Regions from separate parts of the Arachis hypogaea genome. Here region 2 is linked to region 1. The links are chromatin contacts, called in public Hi-C maps. All regions are on one chromosome and are shown on one strand. The core of a region is the stretch at or near the end of the contact, and the rest is flanking DNA. Distances in the headings are between cores, read along the strand shown.

What was found. Hi-C and Micro-C count contacts between places; a contact is called where the count stands out from the background.
Region 2: a contact with region 1 is called in a Hi-C map of leaf, with 2.1 times the contacts expected there. The contact joins the promoter of LOC112736908 here to the enhancer-like site in region 1. A contact is called at or near these places in 2 of 8 Hi-C or Micro-C datasets (both in leaf).

The regions. Positions count from the first base shown.
Region 1 is chr13:7,510,820-7,516,159 of arahy.Tifrunner.gnm2.J5K5, forward strand. No RefSeq gene overlaps it. Among protein-coding and RNA genes, the nearest start is that of LOC112732527, 6.4 kb to the left of the region's middle. Within about 2 kb of position 2,107, at least 2 of the 3 cell types and tissues checked have open chromatin away from gene starts, as enhancers often do.
Region 2 is chr13:7,621,350-7,626,657 of arahy.Tifrunner.gnm2.J5K5, forward strand. It overlaps LOC112736908 (S-adenosyl-L-methionine:benzoic acid/salicylic acid carboxyl methyltransferase 1), which reads left to right and starts at 2,564. Exons shown (of 4, transcript XM_025786582.2): 1 at 2,564-2,679; 2 at 3,096-3,503; 3 at 4,541-4,780; 4 at 5,129-5,308. The coding sequence starts at 2,605.

The DNA.
Region 1 (5,340 bases), core at 857-3,356:
CAAATAAATGTTTGTCATCATAAATTAACCCAAAATCAAACTAGTTTAACATACTTTTATAAATTTTAAGAATTTCAATGTAATAAAATTGTCTTTGAAACAAAAATATTCGACACAAAATTTTTTAGAGATATATTTAAGTATATTTTTTTATTATTTTAATACAATATAATTTTTATTAAAAAATTAAATATAGGAAAAATAAATTTAGCCATAATTTTATTTGTAAATTTTATTATTTAAATTTAATTATGATTATAGGAGAAATTAACCCATATTATCAGCATAGAATGATGTTAACACGTGGCAATTTGGGAGCACTACGACACTTGGTTAATAACTCTTCTTGCTGTTGATGCTGTTCATTTTCCGTTTCTATTCCCGTGCTTAGTTATGATTAATGACACTGCTAAGCAAATTTTTGGTTAGTTATGATTAATGACACTGCTTAATATGTATATCATTTATTCAATTTTTATAAGTAAAAGAATTTAAAAATGATTAATATTTTTTAATTCTTATACAATAAATTTAATTAATATATATAAAAATTAATACAAAAAAAATTGAAAACTATCCGTGACAATCGGACTATGCTATACATTCAAATATTTTTTTATTTAAATTTTATTCAAGTAGATCTAACACTAACAAAAACCACTCTCATTAAAAGAACGTCATTACACACGCTTATCTTCTTCTCCTCCCCCATGCCTCCTCTTCTTCTTCTTCCATCATGCGCTTCTTCTTCTTTCAAATACACGCATATGTCATCTCCTCCTCCTCCTCCTTCTTCTTCTACTATTTCGTTATCGTCATCACCAATAATATCAACATTTTGCTAATGAATTATTTTTTCCAATCGAATTGAATGGAATGCAATTGTTAAATTGAATCGAATTGAATTGAATGGACGCAAGTGTTCTGAATCTGAATTGAATTGAATTGAATTGATAATCTCTAAATTGTAGGCAGAGGTGTTTTGAATTTGATTTTATATAATGAATTATGTTTCGTTCATTAAGTACTATACAATTGTTTCACCATGAGTACGTGTTCAGTTCATTCTACACAAAGATGTTTGAATTTGATTTTATATAATGTATTATGTTTCGTTCACTCAGTACTAAATAATTATTTCACCATGAATACGTGTTCGGTTCATTATGCAGAAAGATGTTTGAATTTGATTTTATATAATGTATTATGTTTTGTTCACTCAGTACTAAACAATTGTTTCACCATAATAACATGTTCGGTTTATTTTTGTTTTGCATAATTCAAAACTCTTCCTCCTTACCTTATACTGCTTCTTCACCAGGGAGAGAAGGAGGAAAAGACAAAAAAAATATAGCAGCAACAACAACAAAAGAATTACGATAAGGAAAAAACCCGTGAAGAAGAATAAACGCAAAAAAGAAAGAGGAGAATGAGGAGGAGGAACACGAAGAAGAAGGCGAAGAAAAAGACGATCCGTGCGTAAATGAGCGTGAAAAGAAGAAGCGCGGAGAAAAGAGAAGAAGAAGAGAAGAAGCGTGAGGAAAGAAGAAAGCGGAAAAAGTACGTGATCTAAAATTGCTTGGATGAACTTAAATGCCGAAATTGTTTGAATGTAAAAAATATTTTTGACAATTATCCTAAAAGATAACAAGATTTCTGACAAAAATAATTCGTTATTCTAACGGGCATTTAATAAATAATTAACTAATTAACATGTCGCGCACATTCTATTAACTTAAGAAAGAGATCATTCACAAAAAAAACTAACCAATCTACATAGTTAAAAAAAAAAAATTAAAACCTCGTGATCCTTCAAAAAGGTTATCAAATGACGGGTATTCACTCTTAGGGAAAAAAAAAACACATTGCATCAAGTTACATTATTCCATATAAATAATTTGCATTAAAAACAAATTTGGTATATCCGTATATGGCTTAGCTTCTATTATTGACAATTTGCAATTCCATTTTAAGAAAAGTCCTTTCATAGTTTTGTATGTGTGCATTTTTATTTGTTTTCCAATAAGGACGCATGAGTTGACTTTGTTTAATTTCACGTGATTGGTTGATTCCTGTTAAAGAGTACCACCCGCGCTATTCACATGGCTATGTTTTTTATTTTGTCTATATGGCTCATAGGTTCAACTAGGGTGTGCATCATCCCTCCCGAACATTTGATCTGGTCTGAATTTAATGACTAATTTGATATGATTTTATTGAATTTAAGGTTGGATAAGGATCTCAAAAATAAATTTGGTCATTATTTTAAATTAAATTCGAATTAAGACAAATTTAACTTCACTTGACCCATGAACACCTTAAGAGAACTAAAAAATATATATATGTTTTAAATTAATTTTAATATTATGTTATATTAATTATAAATTTATTATTTTATTTTTAATCAGACTTGTTAAATTAGAAAATATATCAAAGAATTATCAAATTAGAATTTATGAACAGATTCAAATTCAAATATGGATATCAACTTTTCGATAACAAGTTTAGTGCATCATAAATAAGTTTCTATATAAATAAGTTTCTTTATAAATCATTGTTAAAATTTAAAAGATCCAATTTAAACCTAATATAATTGTGGTCCAAAAATATTTATATTTTATTGAATCTAGTATCGAATTATAATCTAAAAATTAGACTCGATATATATTTAAGATCGAATCTAAATCAAAACAAATCTAATTTCACCCGACTCATAAACACTATAAGTCCAACCATGAGTATTACTTCAAAATATACTAAAAGCGTCTGAATGCTGAAGATATGCTATGGCACTCCTAACTATAAAATTCAATTGGTGATGAATTTAAATATGTTATTCAATTTATTATATTTCCAAATAATATCATTGTATTGTATGTGGCCGATGGTTGGCTTACCACATGTAGGCATTGACTTGTATATTTCATTATCGTGCTACTTATTCTTTTATTTTTGAATTTAATTTAAAATCGTTATTGAATTCTATTTTTTTTTTAATTATTTGGTGTGTAATTTTAATTTTTTCTTTGAAACAAAATGAAACGTGTTAGAGCTCAAAAAATTTCATAACATTTCTTGTAACTGGTTGTCTTTGTTATTTGTTGTTTATACTTAAACTATGATTCATGTCCTCTACGCCGAATACCATTGAGTGTATTTATTAGTCTTATTAAACAAAATTGTTAATTGATGTTAAAGAAAAGTTTTGGGTATTTTTTTTATACCGATCTAATATTTAACACGGATTTATTGTTGAAGGTTGCACATGAGAACGAAAAAGAAAATGCAGGGGATAAAAATCAGAGAGAAAAAGGAGTAGAAATGTGAACTTGTATTAAATGATGAATCACACATTTACATAACTGATCTACCTATATTTATACATAGCTGGTTAACTACTGATTAGCATAAATATCTAACTACTCTAATCAGTTTTTTCTAACTAACTATCAGCAGACTCTCTTGTTAAGTAACACCCTCTTTTATGTTTGGAGTGCTGACCCCAAGCTTACTATGGATGTAATGGAAAGGTGCTAGTGGCTTAGTCAAAATGTCTGCAACCTGCTCATGTGTAGAGATAGGTAGCAGAGTAATCACGCCTTCTTGTAGTTTGTCGCGGACAATGTGGCAATCCGCTTCGATATGTTTTGTCCGCTCATGGAAGACTGGTGGATTAGTGGCTATATACACAGCAGACTTGCTATCACAGTAAATGTTCATTGCCATTTGAAGTGGTGCGCCAAGTTCCTGAAGAACATAACTCAACTATTGGACCTCCCTAGTTGCAAGCGCCAACGCCCTATATTCTGCTTCGGAGGAGGAAGCAGCGACTGTGAGTTGCTTCTTGCTCTTCCAACTAACAAGAGATGATTCAAGGTAAAAGCAATAGGCTGAGATCGACCTCCTGGAGTCAGGACACCCTGCCCAGTCCGAATCTGAGAAGCCTGTGAGATTCAAGTCTGATTTGGCTGAGAAGAAAAGGCCAGCAGCTGGGGATCCTTTCACGTACCTCAATATTCGATGAGCAGCTCGCAAATGCTCTGTGGTAGGACAATCCAAAAATTGACTCAACTTTCCTATGGCGAAACTTATATCCGGCCTAGTGTTCGAAAGATAGAGCAACTTCCTAATGATTCTTCGGTATGGAGTGAAATCAGACAGCAGCTCCCCATCACTCTTACTAAGCTTTGCACCATAATCCATTGGTGTTGGGGCAGGCTTGCATCCCTCAAAACCTGTTTCTTTAAGCAAATCCAGCACATATTTTTGTTGATACAAAGCAATTCCTTTCTGTGACCTAGCCACTTCTAAGCCAAGAAAATATTTGAGGTCCCCAATATCTTTGATCCGAAATCTATCATCAAGTATCTTTTTCACATTCTCAATCTCACTAAGATCATCACCTGCCAAAACCAAATCATCAACATAAACTAAGACTGCTGTAAATCCTTTTGGAGTTGATTTTGTGAACAAACTATAATCTGGTTTGCACTGCTTGAAACCCAGCTCCACAAGAACAGATTTGAGTTTTGAATTCCATTGTCTACTAGCTTGTTTTAATCCATACAGTGACTTCTCAAGTTTGCACACTTGCCTTGGCTCTGCATGAAGTCCTTCTGGCACCTTCATGTATACTTCTTCATCCAAGTCACTATGCAGAAACGCAGTGTTAACATCAATTTGTTTCAAGTGCCAGCCTTTCACAGCAGCAAGAGCCAAAACCACTCGCAATGTTCCCAATTTAACAACTAGGCTAAAGGTATCCTTGTAATCAACTCCAGGAACCTGCGTGAATCCCTTTTCAACGAGGCGAGCTTTATGACGTTCCACACTACCATCCGGATGATACTTGACCTTGAATACCCACTTACATCCTATTGCCTTCTTGCCAGGTGGGAGTGAGGTCAACTTCCATGTTTTATTTTCATCCAGAGCAATCAGCTCAGCCTTAATAGCTTCTTGCTAGCAAGCTTGAGATATCACCTCTTCATAGCGCTTAGGCTCGATGTTTTAAATAGCTAATGAGTATGCAAGATGCATGGGAAAAATAGAATGATAGGATAAAAAATCTGAGATAGGCTATCTTTGAAGGTTTCGCATGGTTTTTGAATTTTCATTGATGGCTGTCATACATTTGTAATCTTTCAAGTAAGCTGGTGGTTTTGAAATTCTTGTGGATCTTCTCAGCATAACACGAGTAGGGAGACTAGGTGAATCATGCACCTGTGTATCTAATCTAGGACTTGTGTCTACATTTGTGTGTGATGTATGGTCAGGATTGTCAAAAGCTTCCAAATGATGCATGGGACTATCATGGGGCATTGAAGGTGAGATGTTATC
Region 2 (5,308 bases), core at 1,314-3,813, 110 kb after region 1:
AACTTCTTCAAAAACTCTTAAATAACTTTTTAAAAAATTAAATATTTATTTAAAAAATTATACAAAATACTTTTAATATAATTTTTTATAAGTCAAAAACTGAAAAAAAAAAAAAGTAATTTTTGGAGTTCCAAACGCACCCTATTTCTATTATAACTTCAGGGTACACTCTCTTCCTTATTTTTCGCCAAATCATTGGTTAAAGGAACTTTGTCCCATTATTATATGTCAATTTTTTTTTGTGACTATTATATGTCAATTATGTGTACTCGTTGATACATTTATGACACTTAGATTAATGAAAGAAATAATTTTAATTTCATCAATAAAATTGATAACTGTGCCATAATTTAATTAGAGAATCTTGAAAAGAGACACTACAATGTGATGTATAATATTCCTTTCCAAAAAAAATTAATCGCATTATATATACACAAAAATAAGGTATAAATCACTTATTCATATAAAATATATATAAAAAACATATATTAAAAATATATAAAATAATAATATAAATATATCATGAATGATTTTTTGTGTACGTATTAATTTTTATAGAAAATTGTAGTAATTTGATAAACTATTAAAAATAAAAAGTTGGTTAGGTAACTTTATTGAACTAACCCAATCTTTAATGTATATCAAACTAGTTTATAGATCTCATAGTTTGAATTGATGTTTAAATATTTGACAATAAAAATGATAATGTTTTTCTTAATTTATTATTAATTAAAACATTTTTCTTTTATTTGAATTTTGTACTTAATATTGGAAAAAAACAAACTTCTTGCGACAATGAATGGAAATATAAATATTGGCCGCGGGTTCATTTCTCTCATCCATGATAGGGAGTAATGTACTAAAAATATCTTTGTATCTGAGGGTCAATTATTTATTTCTTAAACTCTTCTTTCTAAAAGCCAGCATGACAAGCAAGTAGGCCTAACCAACGTGCATGCATTAATTAATATGCAGCTGAGGATAGGAAAGTTTCTTAATTCAAAAATATTATTTATATACTAAAATTAACTAATAAAATTAGTCATTAATATATATATATATATATATATATATATATATAATTTAATTTATTTTTAATATATATTTTATATTAGTACTTATTTTTTTATTATTAATTTTAGTGTATACATAATTTAATCTTTCTTAATTTCATGTGGGAAAGGATATATTATATACTAGTATTTTTATTTGTAATAACATTACGGGAATATAATTTTTTTAAAATTACGGTCCACTTTATTCTGAGAGTATAAATGATTATGCATGGCACAAAAAATTTATAAAATCAAACTACTTTACAAAAAAAAAGTCGTAGGTTGACAAAAGTCTCTGGCTAAGAAGACCAAGGTCTCTGTAGATAAAAAATCAAATAACAAAATTCTTAGTTATTATTTTTTTTATGAAAAAATCTAATTTTTTATTTGAATTATATTATTTTGTTAATTTTGTTTTCTATAGAACAAAAAGGTAGAAAAAAAATAGAGAATGGGAGAAAAGAGAGAGAAAGATAAAGATGAAGAATGAGAGTGAGTGTGAGAGTTTGTTAATTTTAAAAAAAAAATTATTTTAATTGTAATAAAAAAATATGGGATGACATATATATTTTGATTTGTCAAATTACTAATATAAAATCTATATTATATATAGAGTGAAAATGGTAGAGAGAAATAGAAAAATGGAGAGAGGTAGATAGATGAGAGAATTTAGGAAGAGAGTTTATTAATTTTGGAAAAAAATATTTTCTTTCAATTTTAATAAGAGAGTGTTATGTGACACATTTGATTATTAAATTAGATAGTAATATATGATACATAATATAGGTATATTTTAATTTCAATTTTAATATTTTAATTTTAATTTTAATACAATTAAAGAATGTCATGTTGTATATTTTGATTGTCAAATTAGTAATTAGTCATTGATATTGATAATGATATATAAAATAGATAGAGTGGTTGAAGGAATGAGAGAGATAGAGAAAGGAAGAAAGAGGAGGGGAAAACTCTTTAATTTTGGAGGAAAATATTTGATTTCAATTGTAATAAGAAAGTGACATATGTCACATTTTGGTTGTAAAATTAGTATGGAGGAGGGAAGAATTCTCCTTAATTTTGGAGGGAAAGATTTAATTTCAATTACAATGAGGGAGTGACATGTGGCACATTTTGGTTGTAAAATTAGTAAGCAGTAAGAAGAATTCCTTAATTTTGGAGGAAAATATTTGATTTCAATTGCGAGGGAGTGATATGTGGCACATTTTGGTTGTAAAATTAGAAATATATAATAGATATGATCGTTTCTAGATTACTATTTTTTATTAATTGTATAAAAGTAATAGATAAAAAAAAGAGTAAATAAATGATGAATAATGATAATTTCATTTAGAAAATAAAAGAAATAAAATTGTGTAAAAAACATATTTAAATCAGTAATAATAATAAATGAATTAAGTGTATGTATAAAATTAAAATATTTATTTAAGTGTACAAATATCAAGAGAGGTGATGAAGCACCTGTATATATATAGATATAGATATAGAAGGGAGATTATCCACAGAAATAAGACATCACTTAAATAGAGGAATGGATGCCCAGCAAGTCCTCCACATGAACAATGGCAATGGAGAAACTAGCTACGCAAATAACTCTAAGTTTCAGGTACCTACAATATCTTTAATTCTCTCTCTGTAAATTTTTACTTATATATATTGTCCTTAGCATTTATTAATTTTTAAATTATCTTTAGTACTTAATTTAATTTAATTCAATTTTACAATATCTAAACTTGCTTACAATCGTTTATATTATATAATCATATTAAGTATATAAAAAGAATTAGTCATTATTATCAATTAATAGTATAAAAATATGTATTTAATATCTTATAAAAAATTATTGTACTACTGTAAAGGAATTTTTTATTATTAGTTTATTATGAATTTAGTTATTATGGTGGCTGATTATATATTTAGTGATTATATATTATAACTGATTTGGTAATTGGTTTTTGAATGTCGACATAGGACAATGTTCTATATTTATAAAAGTAATGAGTATAATTTAATTTTGAGCAGAAAAAGGTAATGGTGACAGCAAAACCCATTCTAGAAGAGAGTATTATGAGGTTATATAGTGTTACTCCTCATCCTTGCTGTTTGAAGGTGGCTGATTTAGGATGTTCTTCAGGACCAAATACACTTCAAGTGATATATGATATCATAAATATTGTTGATATCACTACTTGTAACTTGAATCCTAAGCTACCGGTTTTTCAGTTCTTCTTGAATGATCTGTTTGGAAACGATTTCAATACCCTTTTTCAATCACTTTCTCAATTCTTGAAAATTATAGAAGAGAAGAAGACACATAAATTTGGTCCATGTTTTGTTTATGCTGCTCCTGGAACATTTTACAGCAGGCTATTTCCCAACAATTTCTTACACTTGGTTCATTCCTCTTACAGTCTTCATTGGCTTTCTCAGGTAGAAGCTTTAGTTTTTATAAAAAAATTACTAATATTTTTGCAAACTAAAACGCACAGCTTAGTTGGCTTAACTCACTCTCACATAAAGTTATTGATTTTTAATTTTTAACATTAGTAACTTGATTTTTGAATTTGGGCTAAAAGCAGGTCACTGACTTTAATTTTAATGATGGAATTGGTTACAATAAAATCAGGTATTTTTTATCTATTTAATTTAATATTATTTTATATTTTATTATTTTTAATTTAATTTTTTATATTATACAAAAATATTAGAATATTCAATAAATATTAATATTATTGTATTTTTATAGATTGATAAAACAAATTTACAAATTACAACTTAAGAAGTTTTAATTTTTTTTAAGTTAAGTTCTGAGCCCAAGCAATTATACTTTTTAGCATTATATTTGTCAAATTGGATATATTTTTTTTTAACCAAAGATAGAGAGATTCGAACCCGCAACCTTTTAAGTGAGTATGAAGAGACTATGCCATTTGAATTATAACTCATTGGCAAATTGGATATTTTTTTATTCATTCAATTTAGTACTATTTTATGTTTGTTAGTTCCTCAATTGAATGTTTTTTTAATAAAAAAAAATTAATAAGTATTGGTTATTAATATTGAGAAAGAAATTATTAAAAAATTTAGTTCTTCTGAGTCAATTATTGAGAATTTTAAAACTCAAAAAATATCATTATAATTATTATAGAATATTTTATAATTTCTATTTATAAAATTATTTATTTATTACCGTATTAGTAACAAACTTAAAAAATAATTATATCTATAAATTTATTTTAATTTAAATACTATTATAATTTTATTAAATTTTTAATTAATTTTTAAAATTTAAAAACTTATAACTGAGATTTTATACTATATAAAAATTAATAAAATTTAATTATAAAATTTTATCTAATATAAATTTTTAATTATAAATTTTTAAATGATGAAAATTTAATAAAACTATCGTAGTAACCAACAGAATTATTAAACTTTCTTACTTTCACGTATGTTTTGAATAATAGGCACCAAAGGAGTTGGCTAATAAGGAAAATATACATCTAATAAGTACCAGTCCTCCAGAAATGCACAAAGCATATCGTGAAAAATTCCAAAAAGACTTTAAACTATTTCTTAAATTACGTTCACAAGAACTGGTACCTGGAGGTGCCATGTTTCTTACTTTACTTGGAAGGGACAAAACTCCTGTTATGAGAAAAGCTTGGGAGCTAATTAGCACAACACTAAATGACATGGTATTGGAGGTATGTATATAATAATTTTTTTTTCCTTTATATTTCTTGTTTTGTACTATATATATATATAGTTATGATATACCTCTTACTCAAACATATATATATAAATACCAAAAATCAGTTATTAATTAACCACAATATATAGAAATACATATTCTGTATCTTATAATAACTTTTTTATTATAATATTATAAACAAGTTTGATTATTTTGATAATTGATTATTTAATTAAAAAATATTTAAATCGATATATATTAATATCTAAATATATATATAGTACCTGATTTGGTGATTGATATTTATTGTATATATAATATTTTTGATAATCAGATGTTATAATAATGATATTTGTTGTAGAATTTGACTGAAGCCGTAAAATTGGAGTCCTTTAATTTACCACTGTATGACTCTACAATAGAGGAAGCTAAAGAAGTAATTGAAGAAGAAGGATCTTTCACTCTTCTAAGGTTGGAATCTGTCACACTGGATTGGGATGCACACATAAATGAAGATATTAATGATGACAATAATGAACTT